Regions from separate parts of the Mus musculus genome. Here region 1 is linked to region 2. A link is a contact called in public promoter capture Hi-C data. All regions are on one chromosome and are shown on one strand. The core of a region is the stretch at or near the end of the contact, and the rest is flanking DNA. Distances in the headings are between cores, read along the strand shown. Region 1 holds the start of Lrrfip2 (leucine rich repeat (in FLII) interacting protein 2). Region 2 holds the start of Rtp3 (receptor transporter protein 3).

Evidence for each region. Capture Hi-C pulls out chosen DNA fragments and counts their contacts.
Region 1: a promoter capture Hi-C map of adipose tissue shows a contact between it and region 2. The contact joins the promoter of Lrrfip2 here to the promoter of Rtp3 in region 2. A contact is called at or near these places in 17 of 39 promoter capture datasets (the 3T3-L1 cell line, 3T3-L1-derived adipocytes, the C10 cell line and 11 more), 1 of 15 datasets of contacts at CTCF or cohesin (CD8 T cells), 1 of 484 Hi-C or Micro-C datasets (CD4 T cells), 3 of 115 datasets of contacts at active chromatin or transcription factors (bone marrow-derived macrophages, effector CD8 T cells and memory CD8 T cells) and 3 of 9 other capture datasets (adipose tissue, bone marrow-derived macrophages and liver).

What each region holds. Positions count from the first base shown.
Region 1 is chr9:111,116,406-111,120,201 of GRCm38.p6, forward strand. It overlaps Lrrfip2 (leucine rich repeat (in FLII) interacting protein 2), which reads left to right and starts at 1,719. Exons shown (of 15, transcript NM_001374664.1): 1 at 1,719-1,984; 2 at 3,235-3,306.
Region 2 is chr9:110,987,941-110,991,240 of GRCm38.p6, forward strand. Rtp3 (receptor transporter protein 3) reads right to left here and starts at 1,773. Exons shown (of 3, transcript NM_153100.2): 1 at 1,505-1,773. The coding sequence starts at 1,671. It overlaps Gm10030 (predicted gene 10030), which reads left to right and starts at 1,559. Exons shown (of 7, transcript NR_152179.1): 1 at 1,559-3,300.

The DNA of each region.
Region 1 (3,796 bases), core at 469-2,968, 130 kb after region 2:
AAAACTATGAAAGATTTGCTGTGGAAAGAATAAATATGTATGGATCCAGCCATCACACTTTCCAAAAAGTATAAACATTTGCAAAATTTTCCTTCATCTATTAATATATCTGTGGAGCAGCCAGCCCACACAGACCTGGGGCATTCACATGTCAGAATATTCCATAAAGATCTGGGAACAGATATTTTTGGCAGAAAGAGAGACTTAATGTGCCGAGAACGACTGCCTACCACGTAATTCAGGGTTACAGCCTGAGTCAGGGACTCCTCGCTGTGACAAAGAGTGTCAGTCTACAACATTCTTTCGAATCGTTTATTATAGACTCTTTCAACAAGAGGAGTCGTTTTTGTTTTCAGTTGCCAAATAGGTGGCAAAATATGAAGGAGAAGTAACAGCGAACTTCTAAAGCTGCTTCACAACACTAGTGTTAACGCCTATTTTTACAATGAAAGAGAGCTAGGTGTGGTGGCGCTTGCCTGTGACCCCAGCACTGGAGTGGCTGCTAGCTTTGCCGACCTGGTAAATTCCAGGTCTATGTGAGATTTAATAATGTCTTTAAAAAACCAAGGAGCATGACTCCAGGGAAATACCACCCAAAGTTGCTGTCTGTGAGCCAATTGTAGACAGACAGACAGACACACAGTTTCTCTCAGCACACTTTTCTCTGTGTGCTGAACCTCCAGGATTGATTGATCCCACAGTGGCAGCCCCGTGAACATGAAAGGTTAATCAAGCCTTTGATATCTCAGTGGATACGGGCAGCTCTGAAAGTCCTTTTAGAAGCCATCAGACAAAATCCAAACATGTCATCCGTGGGCTTATTCGTGGGCTTCTGAAATCTGCAGTTTTTGCAGATGGGAGGTCGTGCCTAAGACCATTTTGTGCCCTTTCCCCCAGATACCTGCTCGGCTATCACTTCCTGCCAGAGGTCTTCTCTCACCATCTTCTCCAGCCAGAGGCCTCACCCTCAAAATGTTCTCATCATTGCTTGCCGCTGAGTTCACGACAATCTGTCATTACCTTGTTTATCTGATCAAGTTCATCTACTCAATTAGAAGGCAAGTTTCCCCGAGAGCATGATCAGGGCTTCCGGTGCCTGGAACTTTGAACGTGAGGGCCTTCCCCAGATACTTTTGGGATTGAAGAACATGCCTACGATTTGGGTCTGTGTGTTTGTGTGTGTGCGCGCGTGTGTGTGATGTGTACAGGTCTCACTGTGATAATTCAAACTCCTTTGCCCTGCCACAGGTTCCAGGGTACCCGGGACAACAGGTGTATAGCATCATACCTGATTTTATGCTGGGAATGGCACCCAAGGTTACAGATATGCTAAGTAAGCACCCTATTACCTGCGCTACAGCCTCAGGTGGAAATCTCTTTAAAAACAGGTATTTTCATTTCGTTCAGCCACACCCACCCTCCACATCCTTTCCCACAGACTGCGCGCCAGGTGCCTCACTCACCCAAAACCTCCCACCAGACCGCTTTGAGGCCACCTGGCTAAGTACGGTTACGAAACGCTCAGATACCAACGCTCGGGACCAGGCCCGGCTTGAGCCAGTGCGTGTCGAGCGTGTCTCCCTCCCCGTCACCCGCGAGCCCTGCGCTCCGCGGTCCAGCCAGTAGCCTCCGAGCCGCGCGCGTCCGCTACCCCGCCGCCTGCCACAAGTACTTCCGGGTGAGCGGGTCGCCGGCCGGTGGCCCCGCCCCTCTGCCCCGCCACCGCCGCAGCTGCAGCCGCTGCTCGGGCTGCGGCTCGTCCCGGGTCGCGTTCGCTGTGTCGGCCGCGGGGCGAAGGGCGCGCTCAGTGTGACTCCACGACCGGCCGCGGCGCGAGGAGCCCTTCTTTTTGTCTCCCTGCGGCCCGCGGGGTGGACGGTGCGGGGGGGTGCAGAGTGTGGCCGGCGCTCTCCTCTCCCGGCTCCCGGGCGGCCGCTCCGGCCCTTCCGGGCGGCGCCGCAGCCTCATCCCGCGCCACACGCAGGTAAGGGCAGGCGGCGGACCCGGCTGTCTCCAGGCGCTGCCCAGTGGCGGCTCCGGGCTGGGGTCGCCCGGCGGGTCCCCTGCTCCCGCTTCGCCCGCCCCCCGCGGGGGAAGAAGGGGTTACGCCCCTTGGACCGGGCATCACTTGGGACAGCTGGGTGCTCCAGCTCCCGTTGCTCCCGGCGCCACACTCCCGCAGACTCTGTCCTCAGTCTGTCCCGGGAGGGGCCGCCCCGGGAACGGTGTCAGGCCGGTGGAGGGCGTAGCTTTTTGAGTGAGATTCCCCCCTCTCCTGCTTCCTTCTTGATCTGAACTGAAGCGCGCGGGCTTACCAGGCTCAGGGCAGGACGGTCAGGGTTAATGCTTGACTAACAGCGGGCGTTATTTACACCCACATTGTGGAGTTTCATAGCTCCAGTCAGGCCTGGTTTCCCTTTGCTGTGGATATCCAGCAGGAAGCAAGGGACATAAGAGAACCCAGAGGAGAAAAGTTCAAGCGTTTGCTTTGTGTATTATGTTCCCCACCTCGAGACATACAAATATAACGTAGAAACGTGGCTAAAGGGTATCCCAAACTTTCAGTATTTGTAGCCCCTTTTGCTTTTCCCATTTAGTGACTCAGCATTTTTGCCACGGTTTTTCTACAGTAGCTTGATTGACTGAAAACTCTGTAAGGATAACAGTGACTGCTATTCGTGTTGTGTTATCGCAGCGAGAAGAGGTGCAGTCAGGGTATCGACAGATACATTCTTAATCAGTGTTGGACTTTTTCTCCCCAGTAGGTGTGAAAAGCTGCAATTGCTGAAGAATGTGTGTTGCAGTAAGAGTTAGTTGGCCAAGTTTACCGTAGCTTCAATGTCTTGCAGAGTTAGCCCCGATTAACCAACATCATGCTCTGTTTAACAACTACAGGGATCCTATGACCTCGTATTTAATACACTCATGCCGAGTAAGAACTTCGGAAAGTGTGATTCACGTCGGAAGTGAGGTCACACTCTGACTCGTAGATCGGGATCTTCCCATTGAAATAGAGGAAAGCCAGACCTTTTCTGCCCGTTTAATTAGATAATTGTACTCTTTTTTTTTATAGCGAGTGATGTATAATGTTTGGTTCTGTTTGTTGCTGGGTGGTGATTGTCATGCACTATGGCATGGAAATCAAACGTTAAAATTTGTATAATGTTTTGTTTTGTAATACTTTGTTGGACTGCTGTGATTTTTAAGTCCCCCCCCCCTTTTTTTTTTTACCAGATGTGGGAAGACAAATGAAGGGATTTAGAAGCCAAGTAAATGTCATTGGGAAGGAGAGCTACCACCACTGAGGTAGGAAATAGTACTGTGTACTATATAAAATAGCTTTTTGAGTGGGAAGCTGCAGCACTTTGCCATCCTATCCTTAAAGATGCTGAATGAGACTATATTAACTTCTGTTCTGGAAGGAATTGTGTTGAAGTTTTGGTGTATTTTTAGAATTGACTAATTTCAAACTTGAAGTAACTTTTTAGTGCTGCAATGTCATTTGATCATTTTAGTCTTTCAAAATGAGATGCAAAAAAACTTTGGATCCCAGAGTTCTTTATAGGGACAACCTTGCTTTCTTTCCAGTTTTTTTTTCTTTTCTTTTCTTTGTAGAGTCCTGATTATTTTACCTTGATTGACAGTTTAGAAGTCCTATTGACTAGTTGGAAGATAATACCAAATGTATTGGTGTTAACTTAAGACAGACGTCCCTTTGATTCTTTGACTAACTTTTTGGCATCTTTCTCCCTTTGGATATCGATACTTAAATTCAGAGTGTTCTCCAATGTTGCTT
Region 2 (3,300 bases), core at 523-3,022:
GGCTTCCATGATCTGTAGGATCCCCAGAGATCATGGCTTCCAGCTCTCTCTTCTTGTGTGGGTTCCCCTCCCCCAACTCATTCTTTTTCTTACATGCACCAGAGAATTTTACATTATTTCTGAATGCTTGCCTTCAACAAGGTGCAGGATGACACCCTGTCTCAGGAGGGCAGGGTTTTGTTTTTGTTTTTGTTTTTTTTTCTGATACCTATTGGAAACAGTGAAGAAAGACTGGAAGAAGCCTGTGCTTGCTAGAACAGGAGTTGTGCAAAGCCAGAACACTGCAGTGTGGCGTAGACATTTATTGCACATCAAATAGTTCATGAACTCCCTCTCGGTTCAGTGATGTTGTGGTCACGGGACCTGCTGGCCAATGAGACTTGAGCAGCAGTGAGATCTTCCCAAGGCTATGAGATTTCTCTTTCTTTGCTTAGGTGACCTTGGGAGCCATTGTTTAGCTAAATCCTGGGATTTTTTTTTTTTAGCAGTGGATCCTAACTTTGCTTGAGACAGGGGCATCTGCAGTCTGAGATGAGGAATTGGAGGAGGTTGGGCAGACTAGCTCCCAGGCTAGTTCTAGGCACAGAACCTAGGACCTCGCACATGTTAAGTAAAGGTACCATTGAGCTACAGTCCCAGGGCCCTTTTTTTTTATTTATTTACTTATTTATCTTATTTATTTATTACATGTAAGTATACTGTAGCTGTTATCCAGAAGAGGGCATCAGATCTCATTACAGATGGTTTTGAGCCACCATGAGGTTGCTGGGATTTGAACTCAGGACCTTTGGAAGAGCAGTCAGTGCCCTTAACCACTGAGCCATCTCTCCAGCCCCCCTCCCCCCTCTTTTTTTTTTTACTATGTTTTGATCCTAGGCTGCCATCTTAGGGCAAATGTGGCAATAAACTGAGAGGAGATGCTGACAAGCTAGCTCTGAGCCCCATGAAAAGCACTAATTGAGAGTTACCCTCACTCAGTTTTTCATACAGGCTTGAGCTGTCCCCAGCAGCCAACCACAGATGGGGCCTGGTCTCAGCACTCCAGTTCCGCTGTGTGCCAGTCCTGAGTCCCAAGTTCTCAAATAAGCCAACTGAGGCTTTGTTCTGGAGTCTCCCAAGACATCTCTTGGCTGAGAATGGTCCAGTCCCCTCACAGACAGCAGCAGGTGTGACAGATCCCGAGTCTCTAACCTCTATGTTCTCCTACCTCTATCCCTGGGCCTTGGGGCACCCTCTTTCTCTCCTGGAAAAGAAAGTGTAAAACGTTGGCTGGCCTCCCCTTGAGTAAATGAGGCCCCCATTCTTCCCTCCTTTTTCCACAGTGTCTCATCCTAGCCTGGATTCTGTCACCGTTTTAAGGTCACAGTCATGGGGGAGGGGAAATCCCAGTCCCTAATGAAGCTGGAATTCCTTCCTGTGTCCTTCAGTGTGCAAGCATGGACAGCTGAGAAGAGAAACCAGTCAGAAATAAGCAAGAATCTTCTAGCATGGGTACCTCCCTTACCTAGCAAAGGTCTTTTGCTGGTATTGCGTCCATCCTGGCTTCAAAACGTTGGGAAGAAGGTTCTTGTCTGGTATGAGGGTCCATTTGTGCCAGGGTTTCACCTCTTGCATTAGCTCCTGGAACACATGTCGCCATTGCTCTGTGTCTCCTATGTCTTCTTCCATCATGGCTACAGTGCTGGGTCCAGGCTGGGGCAGGGTCTTCTGGGTCCAGAAAGATCTGTGGCAAGAGGGGAATTGTTCACTCAGACAGCAAGGCTTCAGGCTGGCAGTCCCTCTGAGGACCTGAATTGGGACTGTAGTTCAGATCCTTCTGTCCCAGGGACAAAGGTCAGTTGAGTCTGTTCCCAAGTTCAGAGGACAGCAGTGGACAACCACAAGAAATCACAAAACTCCAAGCTTTGGTTTTTAAGGTCTCAATACACTAGTGAGGGAGAAAGTTCTGGAGTCCAAAGCAGGGATGAGCGGCCTCTGGCAGAGTCTCTGAAAGGGCTGGAGGCTACTCTTGCCTTTTCTGGTTTTAACATTTGGAAATCTTCATCTTTTGTGCTGCTGAGCTCCTACTTGAGGCAAAAGAGGCCTCCCTGGGAGTCCCACACTCTGGGAAGTCCTCAGTCACACCTAGTATCTCAGGAGGATGGTGGGTGATCTGTAGACATCCAGCTGTTCCCCGCGCCCACCAACCACAGCCTGACCCCGGAGGTCTCCGGCCCAACCAAATTTTCCACTTACCAGAAATCGAAGCTGGTGCAGCCAGTGTTTGCCTGGGAGATTAGGTGATGTGTCCCTAGATGAGTGGAAGGCTGCTGGTCCAAGACCAACAGGAACCCATTGCCTTCCTCCACAAGAAGGTTGGCTCACTATCACCCTAAACCGAGGAAGGCAGAGAGGAGCACAGTTGGATCAGGCAGTACTCTATTTAAGGCAGACAAGATTGGGAGTGTCTACACCCCGAGATTCCATCCACAGATAGGGTGGGTCTTCCTATCAACTGATTGCCCTGGCTGCTTCCCAAACTGGACGCTCCGCAGCCTGGAAGAAAAGAAGGAAACCAGGGGGGAGGGGCTTCCTGTGGTTTGGAAACTGAGTTTCTCCAGGCTTCTCCCGACCGCCTCTGCCCTACATCACAGCTTTATGGCCAGACTCACACCATGGTCTTTTCTCCCTGCTTTCATTTAGTTTCTCAATGTTATTTGCTCAGTTATAAATTAACTACATCATTTGGGAAGGTAGTTCAGTTTCTATTTTTTGGCTCTCCCCCTTTTCAGCTTTTCACTATGGGGTATCCTTCTCTCCCCCACCCCCAACCCCCAGTTGCTTATTCCGGCTTTCGATAAATAGGAGTTCTCTATTTATGGTCAATGGTGCTATGCTCCTCACATGTTTGGGGTCTTTCCTAGAGGTCTCACTGTGTAAGACAGTCCCTAGGGCTGGTGCTGACATATTTCCGAGAGAAAGGAGGCTACTGTGTTTCTAATATGGAAAGTACAAATGTTAGGGGAGTTTGTTCCTAGTTGTGGTGCCGGCTGTGGACTCACTGTTGATAAGTCAACAACTGAACATAAACTGGGTCAGCTTTAAACAAAGGTTTAAAGCTAGGCTTGCATTAGCCTCTCCTGGGGAAAAGGGTGAATGCCTAGTCACAGGGATGTCACTGAGCTTGTACTGGTCAGGTGACTGAAGCACAAGCAGAGGACTGCTAGACCCTCACGTAGTCCCCTTAGGAGAAACGGCTCTGTGTTCAAGACAACAGTTAGGGCCTCCATGTGCAGCAGGAATTAACTATGCCTTCCTTTG